Linked DNA regions of Sus scrofa: region 2 is linked to region 1. A link is a contact called in public HiChIP or PLAC-seq data. All regions are on one chromosome and are shown on one strand. Each heading gives the region's core, a stretch centred on a gene start, on an enhancer-like site or on the middle of the called end of the contact. The rest is flanking DNA. Distances are from core to core; before and after follow the strand shown.

The links. HiChIP or PLAC-seq counts read pairs in DNA pulled down with a chosen protein or histone mark.
Region 2: a contact with region 1 is called in an H3K27ac HiChIP or PLAC-seq map of skeletal muscle. The contact joins two enhancer-like sites. A contact is called at or near these places in 2 of 2 datasets of contacts at active chromatin or transcription factors (alveolar macrophages and skeletal muscle).

What each region holds. Positions count from the first base shown.
Region 1 is chr6:69,084,004-69,090,337 of Sscrofa11.1, forward strand. The region is part of intron 7 of RERE (arginine-glutamic acid dipeptide repeats protein); the gene reads right to left. Among named protein-coding and RNA genes, the nearest start is that of SLC45A1, 150 kb to the left of the region's middle. Within about 2 kb of position 5,053, at least 23 of the 83 cell types and tissues checked have an H3K27ac peak or open chromatin away from gene starts, as enhancers often do. A contact at or near this core is called in skeletal muscle, where this site is marked.
Region 2 is chr6:69,338,505-69,344,138 of Sscrofa11.1, forward strand. No RefSeq gene overlaps it. Among named protein-coding and RNA genes, the nearest start is that of ENO1, 60 kb to the right of the region's middle. Within about 2 kb of position 3,662, at least 5 of the 83 cell types and tissues checked have an H3K27ac peak or open chromatin away from gene starts, as enhancers often do. A contact at or near this core is called in skeletal muscle, where this site is marked.

The DNA.
Region 1 (6,334 bases), core at 3,803-6,302:
CTGCAGTGACTAATCTGGACTTAGCCGACCTCCCGGCTCTGGGACTGCAAGCTCTCGGAGGGAGTTGAGGAATGCGGGTTTCATTCACTTCTTCTAGCCCCCGGAACCTGAGACTGTTCTGAGACCTGAGACCAGATGCCTGTCTGGCATCACTTCTCCTTGAGGACAAACTGAAAATCCCTTGGTTACAGGAATATTTCCGGCCTACTATGATGTAAAACGTGACAAAAATCACCAGGAATTATTCTTTAAAGGGAGTAGCTACTCTCTGCAGAAAACACACTTAATCATCATATGCTGAGTACTACATTTTTTCCTTTTATGTACAACAATTCTCAAACTTTTTGGACCCCTTTACACTCAAGTTATTGAGTATCTCAAAAAAGTTGTATCTTAGAGGAATTTCAAAATATTTCCTTAATTTTAATCTCAACAGACTTATGACAAAATAAAACATATTCTTATAAAAAATAATTGAATTTAAACAAAAAAACCCAGTAAAAACAGAGGTATAGTTTTACATTTTTGCAAATCACCCTAATATCTGACTCAGTAGAAGGGAGGTGGATTCTCATAGCTGTTTCTACAGTCAATCTGTTGCAATATGTTCTTCCAGCTTAAATATATGGGAAAAAAATCTATGAGTTCCCTTGTGGTGCATGAGGTTAAGGATCTGATGCTGTCACTGCTGTGGCTTGGGTTTGAATCCTGGCCCCAGAACTTCAGCACGAGCAGAAAAAATAAGTTGAAAAAAATCTGGCCTCACACAAACATACAACTGGGGAAACAAAGACTATGTGAATAGTCTTTTTGATAATTACAGATATTCTTTTTGATATGACATCAAAACTCAACCGGTGATTCTTCTTTGTACAATGTGAATCTTAAAACCTTATCAACGATCTTTAGGAATCTTTTACATTAAAATCTATCTTTGGGAGTTCCCGTTGTGGCGCAGTGGTTAACAAATCCGACTAGGAACCAGGAGGTTGCAGGTTCCATTCCTGGCCTTGCTCAGTGGGTTAAGGATCCAGCGTTGCCGTGAGCTGTGGTGTAGGTTGCAGATGCAGCTCCAATCCCTTGTTGCTGTGGCTGTGGTGTAGGCCAGTGGTTACAGCTCTGATTAGACCCCTAGCCTGGGAACCTTATATGCCATGGGAGTGGCCCTAGAAAAGGCAAAAAGACAAAAATAAATAAATAAATAAAAATAAAATAAAATCTATCTTTGAATCCATCTTCAACTGATTTTGTCACTCATTGGCTAGATGGAAAATATTAGTTCACTAAGTTTTGCAGATCTTCCAAATGTTAGCATATTTGGAACATAAATGTTACAACATACACAGTATTTCTTAAAAATAACATTCATTAGTATCACCACACATCTCAAAGGAAAAGCCTATAAGCACAGAGAAGCTGTAAAGCTCAAAGCAGTAGGTACAAGTTCTTCAAAATTCTAACTATTACTTGAAAGCCCTAATTTTTGCATCAGCTGTTTTCCTTAGAATGGCAGGCTCACTTCCTTCATTTTCAAGAAAATATCTGCCAATTACCCAAACGAGTGAGCACAGTTTGTCAGTTATTCTTTCCAATAAAAAATGGTGCTCTATGAAAGAAGTGGCTCTTTGAGCCTCTGACTCAACTCACGTGTGTCTCTGGTCTGCACCAGCAGCCTTTCATCCGGCTTCCCACCTCATCACATGGACTATGGCAAAGACTGGCGCTCAAGGGCTGCGATTTGATCAAATTAACAATGGGGCCTGTAAACCAGCCTTGGGAAGCACTGGATAGCATACATTCTGAACTCCAGAAAATACTGGAAGCCAACTATAATGATTTGGTTGTTTGCTGTTTTCTATTACTTGTCCTTCTGTCTACATTCACTCCTTCCTCAGTCCAGCCCCCCAACATGAAACATGAGAACCTTACACTTTGTTCAGGAAAAGAGACACTGACACGCGTACCCTCTTCAGAAGTATGACACTTTACACAGAGAAGGGCCCTAAGGAAAGGACAGGCACTGACGGCGCCCATATTAATGGAAGGCAAAGTCTGGAGCCACTTTTGGAAGTCCCTGGGACCAGGAGTAACTTGGGGGCTGCTGTCCAGTAAAGGTTAACTGGAGCAAATTTTTAAAAACACATTGGAGGTTACAGTTCCCTTGCGGCACAGCGGGGTAAGATCTGGCATTGTCATGCTGTGGCTCAGGTCTGATCCCTGGCCAAGGAACTTCCACATGCCAAAAAATATTCATATATTTTGGAGGTTAAAATTCAAAAGGCCTTTACTCTAGAAAATGCCAGGGTAATCCTTCAATTACTAGCAAGACCTAACTTTCTATCTGCTCTACAGGTGCTCTATAGTATTATCTCATTTCCATGTATTAATTCATTTAATTCTTTTTCTTTCTTTTCTTTTTCTCCCACTTTTTAGGGCTGCACCCGCAGCATATGGGGATTCCCAGGCTAGGGGTCTAATCGGAGCTCTAGCTGCCGGCCTACACCAGAGCCACAGCACCGCCAGATGCGAGCTGCATCTGTGACCTGCACCACAGCTCACGGCAATGCCGGATCCTTAACCCACTGAGCAAGAACAGGGATCAAACCTGCATCCTCATGGAGGATAGTCAGATTCGTTAACCACTGAGCCATGACAGGAACCCCTTAATTCATATTTTTATACTAATGAAAGCGCTAGTAATGTTAGTCAGAGAAATTCAGATTTTATTCTATCTTATGTTTAAAACAACATAGCTACTAACAAAGTTTCTGCTTGCTGTACAGCACTGCTTCATTAACAAGGTACGTTTGGGCAAAAGCAGGGTGGCCATCCATTAAAGAAGGAAAATCCAGACCAAGGACAGTGTAAATCCCAGTAAAGTCAGATAGAGGATATTATACATGTAATAAGCAACCAAAGATGGAAGTCGTATCTCAGGACAATGCAAGACACCCCTATGCACACCTCTGCCTCGGGGTTTTCACGTATGCACGTGGTCTTAAACTCAGTCATCTTATACCTGCATGACAAACACAAAACAGTGCTACTAGTTATCACCTGCTAAGCACTCTCTACGCCGAGCATCCATTATTTCATTATTCCCATGACACCTCTATGAGGCAGTATCTCCATTAATAGATAATAATAGCAGTAGTAATTACAGCATCAATAACGAAACAAATGTGTACACTGAACATTTACCAAGTACCAGGCATTCTGAGCTAAGCAAATTCCATATATCTTCTTATCTAACCTTAAGGATGACCCTGTAAGGTAGGTAGGTGCTATTATTACCTGTCCAGACAGGAAACCAAAGCGAAGAGAGTTTATGAAATTGTCCAAGATCACATAGCTGACAGGTGGGAAAAACTAGAATTCAAACTCTAGTTGACTCCAAAGTCAGAGCTCCCACCCACACTCCCATAGAACACAGTGATTAAGTTACTAAACCAAAATCACACAACTAATTACAAACAGAACCACTACCAGAAGCCATATCCTTTTCCCTAAGTCAGTTCTGTGTTCACATCAAGCACCAAAAGCAGACAAAATAATCAAAAAGTTACTTTCTTAAGTTTGAAAAGCATGTTAACAGAGAAAACCTATCAAAGTTAAAGGCTGATTTAATCAACATCAAAATGACAAAATTATATGGAATTCCCGCTGCGGCTCTGCTGGTTAAGAACCCAACTAGTATCCATGAGGATGCAGGTTCCACCCCTGGCCTCACTCAGTGGGTTAAGGATCTGGTGCTGCCGCGAGCAATGGTGTAGGTTGCGGATGGGGCTCAGATCCCGAGTTGCTGTGGCTCTGGTGTAGGCCAGCAGCTGCAGCTCCAATTCAATCCCTAGCCCAGGAGCTTCCATATTTCCTGAAGGTGTGGCCATAAAATGGGGGGAGACCAACTTATCGAGTTGGAGAACAAATTACTGGTTGCCAAGCATTCAGAACAGCAGGGGAAGAGAGAAGGGAGTGGCATATTTGTGATTATGGAACAGATAATCTGCGATTATGGAACACAAAGCTACACTTGTAAAACGGCAAAGAACTATAGATACAATGAACTCACGTCCCAAGTTCAGGGTTTGGGAGATTTTTTTAGGCCACACCCATGGCATGTGGAAGTTCCCAGGGCAGGAACTGAACCTGAGCCCCACAGCGACCTGAGTGGCAACAGCAGATCCTTAACTGGCCATGTCACGAGAGAGAACTCCTCCAAGTCCAGCTTCTGATGCTACTAATCAATTTACCTATTGGGGAGCGTGAGCAAAAGATGCACCAGAGCACTGAATCAATGAAAAGTTGCTCAAAGTCAAAGATGAGGTTAGTTCACAGACTAGAGATAAGAAAGCAAGCCAGACATGAGAAAAGTCAAATAAAACACAAATAGATTCCCTCAAAATATACCGCCCACAGCTGCACAAGTAACTGAAGAAAGAATGTCACAGTTAATGAGCAATGCGATTCAAGGAATTAACTCAAGTCACATATTTTTTTTCTATTTGCTAGGGATGTCTCTTGCTGGGTCATCTTTTTTGAGACATCCTTAGCTGGGAATCATTTAAAAAAAAAAAAAAAAAAAGACCCCATCTTTACTAGCAAGGAGGTAGAATTTCTCTGGCAGTTAATGTAAATAATGAATATTTTTTTCAAAACAGCTGAATTTAATTCCCATTATTCTGCAAATATTTGCTTCGGAATACGAAAAAATAGTCCCAGAAGCCAAATTACAACAATAATGGTAAGTCATTGTGTTTATTCCTTGAGTTAAAAAAAAAAAAAAATAGAGAGAATTTCATTGTATATGAAATCTGATACAAAAGAAACCGATGTAATAAAGCAGTATCCATGGCAACTACAACTTAATATTTCAGTCCTCTTCAGCTGCAGTGGATTAAATAAAATGACAAGATGTTCCCTTTGAAAAGTAACCTGTTACCATGGAAACGTTTTCGTCTAAGAAGTAAACAGGGAATGGACAGAAAGGAGCTGGAAGCCTGCAACTGAATATCAAAAAGGGAGAAGCATCTATGCAAAGGAGACAAGGAGGCAGCTGGCCAGACGCCGCAGGCTCCTTGGGAAGAGCTTGTGGGCTGGAAGCAGGAGCCTGCCCAGACCAAACCACTCCTTCACCTGGAAGAGGGGGCAGTGTGTGGGTGGCAAGGGTCTGTGGACGCTCGCTCAGGGCACCCAATATTTCTGTACGGTCATGGTGACTGCTTAGGACAAGGACTTGGCTCTACAGGGGAAGGAGAAGGACAAGAACATGGGGTCACAAACTGGCAGAACAGAGGCCGTTCACAGTCAGCTGACTTGACCGCTTCCCATCACAACGCACGGCCAGAAGGTAACGGCAGAGCAGGCGGTGGCCAGCCCCAGAAGGCTGGCGCCGGTAAGTGTGCAGTCAGACCTCTGCTCTGTGGCCAGCGTCATGTGAGAATGAAATCACAGAGCGATCCGTCTTTATCTGTTCTTCAGATCTCAAGGCTCAGACAGTAGCTCGCCCATATCTTTTCTATAGGGCGTCAAGTTGAGCGGCAAGACTGACATGAAACCAACAGAAAGAAGACTCTAGAAGCTCTACTTTCTAGCTCATTCAGAAAAAGACCATAGAAATAGACTGTGGGTCCAGGATGAAATTCACCAAATTTTAGGAAAATCAAAAGGCGAGAGTACAGCAGAAATTAACACAACCTTGAAAATCCATTATACATCCATAAAACGCATTTTTTAAAAAGGGGATTTACCAGAATCACTTCTTTTTCAAGGGTAGTGGGCAGGAGTGAAAAGGAGAGACTGGTAGGAAGGAAGCCCAGAATGGTGTGCTGAGTTCTCAAATTTCTCCAGCAGGAAGACCTGTTTCTAAAGCTTTCTTTTCAACAAATTTGAAACTGGCTCCTTCCTTCCTCCCTCCCTCTCTTTTTCTTCTTTCTAGGGCCACACCCAAGGCATATGGAGGTTCCCAGGCTAGGGGTCTAATGGGAGCTGCAGCTGCGGGCCCACACCACAGCCACGATAACTCGGGATCTGAGCCCTGACAACACCAGATCCTCCACCGAGTGAGTTCAGGGATCAAACCCACATCCTCATGGATACCAGTCAGGTTCGTAACCCGCTGAGCCACAATGGGAACCCCCCTTCCTGCCTTTATGGTTGCATTTGCAGCATACGCAAGTTCCCAGCCAAGGTGAACAGAGCTGCAGCAGAGGCCTACATGACAGCCACAGCAACACGAGATCTGAGCCCCATCTGTGGACTCTGCTATGCAACGCCAGACCCTTCACCCACCGAGTGAGGCCAGGAATCAAACCTGCATCCTCAAAGAAACAACATT
Region 2 (5,634 bases), core at 2,412-4,911, 250 kb after region 1:
TGGGGGACAAAAGAAGAGACGAAACTGAATCACACGTAAATGATGATTTGTGATTTTTTAGAAAACTAAAGTAACTTCTGTATTTGGTGGTAGGATTTTTGGTAAAATCTTTTATGAAATACAGCACTAAATAAACACCAACAGTGAGTCTTCACCAACCACTTAAGACTTCTAAAAGCCTGCTTTGTCCTGTGGCGATTTCACTTTCCTCCAGTCTATGCTGCCCTCAGACAAATACAAGTAGGGACAGGAAGCAATTAACACAGCACGTGCGCACGTACACACCTTCCCAGGACCGGCCAGGTACCCGACCTCCCCAGTCTGTGGCTGCCCTGCTGCTTTATTATCTCTCCCCCCATTCCTGGCCGGGCCCCCGGGATTCCCAGCTTAGCCCTCTAAGCCTCTATCACCTGCCCACCTAACTTGGCCCATCCCGTTCCTGCCCATGGCTTCTTTACTAGGCTCTCTACACTGGACCCTACACACCATCCTCATTCCTGCCTCAGGCTGACCCTGCCCCGACTGCCCTAACCTGCTCTCCCGGTTCCCACTCAAATAGCACCTATTCTTCAAGGTCCCACTCTTGGCTTCTCAAAGGATCCTTATTTCTTTAAACCAAAATAATCTCCAGCCTGAATGAACACTAAGTAGTTCCACTTTTGTTCTAGCAATCTCTAAATTTTTTTTTAAAAAAACAAGGCTTGCCTCTTAAGCTGTGTAGCAAAGGTAATAACTTTCCTTTCTTTCTCTTTTTTTTTAAAGAAAGGAATCTTTTTTTTTTTTTTTTTTTTTTTGGCCATGCCTGTGGCATGTGCAAGTTCTGGAGTCAGGGATGGAACCCCCACTATGGTAGGGACCTGAGCCTGAGCCACAGCAGTGACAATGCCAAATCCTTAACCCGTTAAGCCACCAGGGAACCCCAACTTTTATTCTTTTATATCCCACTTACATCAGTATTAAACTTGGAAAACATACATCCAACACTGTTGGCTGGCTGACACATCCTGGGGGGGCACGGTTAAGCCAAGCAGAATTCAGTGCCAGCTGCTTCTCTCTGGAACCACAGCACCATGATCAGGGCTGAATTTATATGCTCCTTTGGCACAGGAAACAGATTTATTTATTCATTCATTCATTGCTAAGGCAGGCAAACATCACCACAATGCAAGGCTCCCTGGCACCTTCCACATGATCTACCAAATAATAAGAAAAATAAATGATCAATCTATTTGGTGAATGAATGAATACATTTAACACCAGTAAGAGAAACATGAAAGTAGTAAGCATGGCTAACAGCTTGGAGTTTAATAAAGTCTCAAGGTGATCCTTGCACCACTTTTTAAAATGCTAATAAATTTATTTTTAAGCAATGCTTCAAATGCTCTATACAGAGATATCTTAACTTTTCTAAAAACTAAGTCATTTTCCAGGAAGAAAAAAAGGTCAGGCTTTTACTCTTATTTAGGGAGGGAGAGAGGCTGGCAGGAGAGAAGGAACTGAAAAACCAAACACTATGTCCCCTGACCACCCGAAGAGGAAAACATGGAAATCAGCCCAGATCATGCTAATTTACTTGTATCAGGTATCCCCCCAAAAAAGTATCCAAGTTCCCAAGGCAGAGGAGAAGGTCAAGGGGCAATGTGAAGTCCTTCTGCTAACAAAATTTTTCTTCATTTGGAAAGAACTTTTTTGCCAAAGAGGCTCAGGAAAAATGAACAAAGCTATCTTCAGATCAGCTCTGAGACAATGTTCTTAAAAGTAAACAAAACATGTAAAAAGGTATTTCGGGTTCAGCAGAATACAGGACAAAGATGCCCAACCTCTGCCAAGGAGCTGGAGCTTCTGCTCCCTGGAAACCTCAACCTCGTGACCACACACCCACGATACAGGCAGCTTGCCCGAAGGAGGGCTGACAACCAGGTAAAGATGTCTTGTGGGAGTTCCCGTCGTGGCGCAGTGGTTGGCGAATCCCACTAGGAACCATGAGGTTGCGGGTTCGATCCCTGGTCTTGCTCAGTGGGTTAAGGATCAGGCGTTGACGTGAGCTGTGGTGTAGGTCGCAGACGCGGCTCAGATCCTGCATTGCTATGGCTCTGGCGTACGCCGGTGGCTACAGCTCCGATTTGACCCCTAGCCTGGGAACCTCCATATGCCGAGACAGTGGCCCGAGAAATGGCAAAAAGACAAAAAAGACAAAAAAAAAAAAAAAAAAAAAAAAAGATGTCTTCTGTTTTAATTCCATTCAGCACCACACAAATGTCCTGGATGTATGTAGGCTTCTCACTCTGGTCTGTCAGTTTGTCTAGCTGATATTCCTGCTTCGACCAGTTCTTTTCAGACTGTATTTTAGTGATTTTTATTCCCATCTGTTCCCTCCTTTTGGTGATGACCTCTGTGAGCAGGGACACATCTTACTTACCTTTGTGCTCCCAAGGCCTGGTACCACGCCCTGCAAGAGACACTCAGAGAAAGGACTGCCCACAAGCCCAAGGTCTCACCCAGAGGCTCCCTTACCAAAGCCAACTACCCAGAGAAAAGGACATGTAGCTGAGAGCGGCCTCCTAGAAGCTACGGCCTGAAATCACAAGTGGTTTCTGTAATGACTGTTATGTTTCGCTTATTCATCACTTGCTCCATCTTTTCAGAAAAACAAGATTGAGCTTTCCTTTTCATGATTGGTATAGGTACACAGAAAGCATTATTCTTCTGAAATCTTTTTCAAATTAAACACATCCATAGGAACAATAGGACAAGAAAAAGGAGCACACCATGTTTAAGAAAAAGACAATAGTTTCAAACCTATAATTCTCTAAAAATCAAGCGCAAAACAGAAAAAACGAAGAAAGGAAAACTTTGGAGTTCTGTTGTGGTGCAGCAGAAATGAATCCGACTAGTATCCATGAGGATCCCTGGCCTCGACCAGTGGGTCGGGGATCCACGTATACTGGGAGCTTAAAGCGCATCAATTCTAAGCAATGCACAGAGGGGCTGAGGCCCACCCAGATGACAACAGTATCAAAAGCATACATTTCCAAGGACCCTGAACCACTACATGCTGCACATCAATAGCATGTGGCAGTCCACAAGCATTCTGTAACCTTAACATTTCCAACCTCTACAGTCCTTCGATGCCTCCAACGAGGCCTTGGATTTCAAAGCCAGTCCCTCATCAAGCTAGGCTGGCAATCAGCATTCTAGAAAATCGCAAGAAGGCAGCCAAGACCCAAGTAAAATGGACTTTGGGAATGCAAGGAATTTGTCAGCACCTGTAGTCTTTTAGGATAATGATAAAAATACAGCCACTTCCTTCAGAACTCGATTTTTAAGGGGAGAAATTACCCCTAATATCCAAACCAAAGAGAAAACAAATTATCTGAATCCCTCATGGGAAAAGTAAGCACTTTAACAAGACAATTCTCCTCAACTGAGGACAGTTTTTTTTTAAGGGGGGTGGGGAGTGAAAGACCCATACTAACTGTTTTAATTACAAATTAATCTTTGACTCCCAGAAAGTTAAAAAAAAATCTTCAAAGTTTCCTTCCTGAGCGATAAGACTGGAACAAGCAACTTGAGAAAGAAAAACAGCCTCTTAAATCATGTCGGGGTTACAAGGTAACTCTAGCTCTCCCTATATCTTAATATTAAAAGTTCCTGGGCTTATGACCAACGTGGCAGGAAAAACTGCTCCTATTCCTAACTCAACAACCTACCAATGCCATCCTCACTGTAGTTTTCTACCAAAAATATATTTACAAATTTCTGCAATTTCAAAAGTGCTGAATTCGTTAAAAAAGAAAAAAAAAGAGGCAATGCATTATCACACTCATACCTTTTTGATGTCTCTTGTCATAAAATGAAAACAAAAGTCTTATTTTAGGACAAAACACCTAAATTCTCTACTACGGTGAACGCTAACTGTGCACTCAGTAGCATATGCATTAAAACATTTTGAACAAATACATCTGCATGTAGTGTTTGCACAAGAAATGCATCAAGAAAACAGTGGAATTCTCTAGAAATAACATCACAGGGGATAAACACTGCTAAATTAAGTAACGGCTGTGGGCTACAACAGCTAGGTTCCTGTAAAAGAAAAAGCTAACTAAAGCATTTTCAATTCATTTCCATATCTATTTTTTCTTCCACTTTACATGCTACGGTCCCCACCTGACACCTAAGGAAGCAGGGCACTTCATCACACTTGAAACCCATGGTACAAGTGGCATCAGACTCTAGGTCTTCTCACACTAACTAACCACACTTATTTATAATGCTCATTGACCACTCTGGTTCAGGATATTTGGGTGAAGCAAGAAAAAAGATGAATTTCACAGCACATACAGAGTGTGGTTAAAAGACCCAGTTATTCTCTGCTATCAAATCAACATCACATCTCTTAGCAAAACACTATTTCTAGAGTTATAAATACCGTTCCCTATACATTACCCACTTCTCATATCTCACCTTGACCCAAACGCACATAGCACTAAGAATTTGATTTTGGTATTCTTTTAGGGCGCTGCCTCTAAGCCAGGAAATAGCCCTCAAATGGAAATGGAAATTTCCATAAACTAAGCTAAACACTGTATTCAAGCCACTCAATGTTCACATTAGTCTCATCCTAAGTAACTATACCACTGACCCAAGTATCGGTCAGCCCCATCTTCAATCTCCCTAAGAAAAGCTAACGAAAAAGAAAACCTAATTAAAAGCCCAAGAAAAAAATCCGCTTTAATCAAAACTACAAGCCAAAGGCCAAGGGACTTTATGGGAGGAAAAACTCTAAAACATGAAAAAACTGGTAACAAGAAAAGAGATGTCAAGAGAGAAAAAGAGGAGACATTTTAATTTAAGGATTAAAACCAAACCAATCAAAAATAACTTTCCAAACAGAAGAAGCATAAAAAGAGGGAGAAATCACAGAAGTTGAGGGGGTTAAAATGCAAAGTATCACATTTTAAAGATATTTCACTAAGAAGAAAAATAGGAAACTAAATGTTTAAAATATTTATAAAATCAAAAGGAAAGAATAACTTAGTTCCATCAAAATCAAAAGAAAACCACCTACTATGAACCTCCGTGGACACCTTCTCCGGAGTGGAACCACCATACAGATGAGGGTCCCATGGCCAGTACTGAGAGCTACTACTTCCTGAGACCCCTCGGACAGGAGCTGCCTGAGGCCCTGTTGGATGGAGCCAAGGCCAGAGCACAGAAGGATTCTACTCAAAAACTCAGCCTAACAAGTTACCTTCGTACTTTTCTCCCCACAGAAATATCTGCGTGAAACATAACAGAAACACACACATTAGAGCCAAGCAATGTAACCGACCATCTTATCACACACACACTTCAGTTGATAGTAAGAAATCTCTGGAATGAAAAATTACCATAGTAGTAGCTACAAAGGAGTTGAATCGCCCATGTTAATAAAAAATAAAAAATTTTAAAAACTGACAAATTTTAAACACTTACCGTATTTTTCAAAATCTTTTTACCTTGGAAGTCTTTTTCACTTCGGGTTTTGTATTTTTTAAAATTTCAGAAAAATTTGAAAAGTCTGTATCACCTCCAGCAGTTGGAAATCAGTTTCAACTATAAGTTAGTTAAAAGAAATCACTCCCCGTCCAGTAC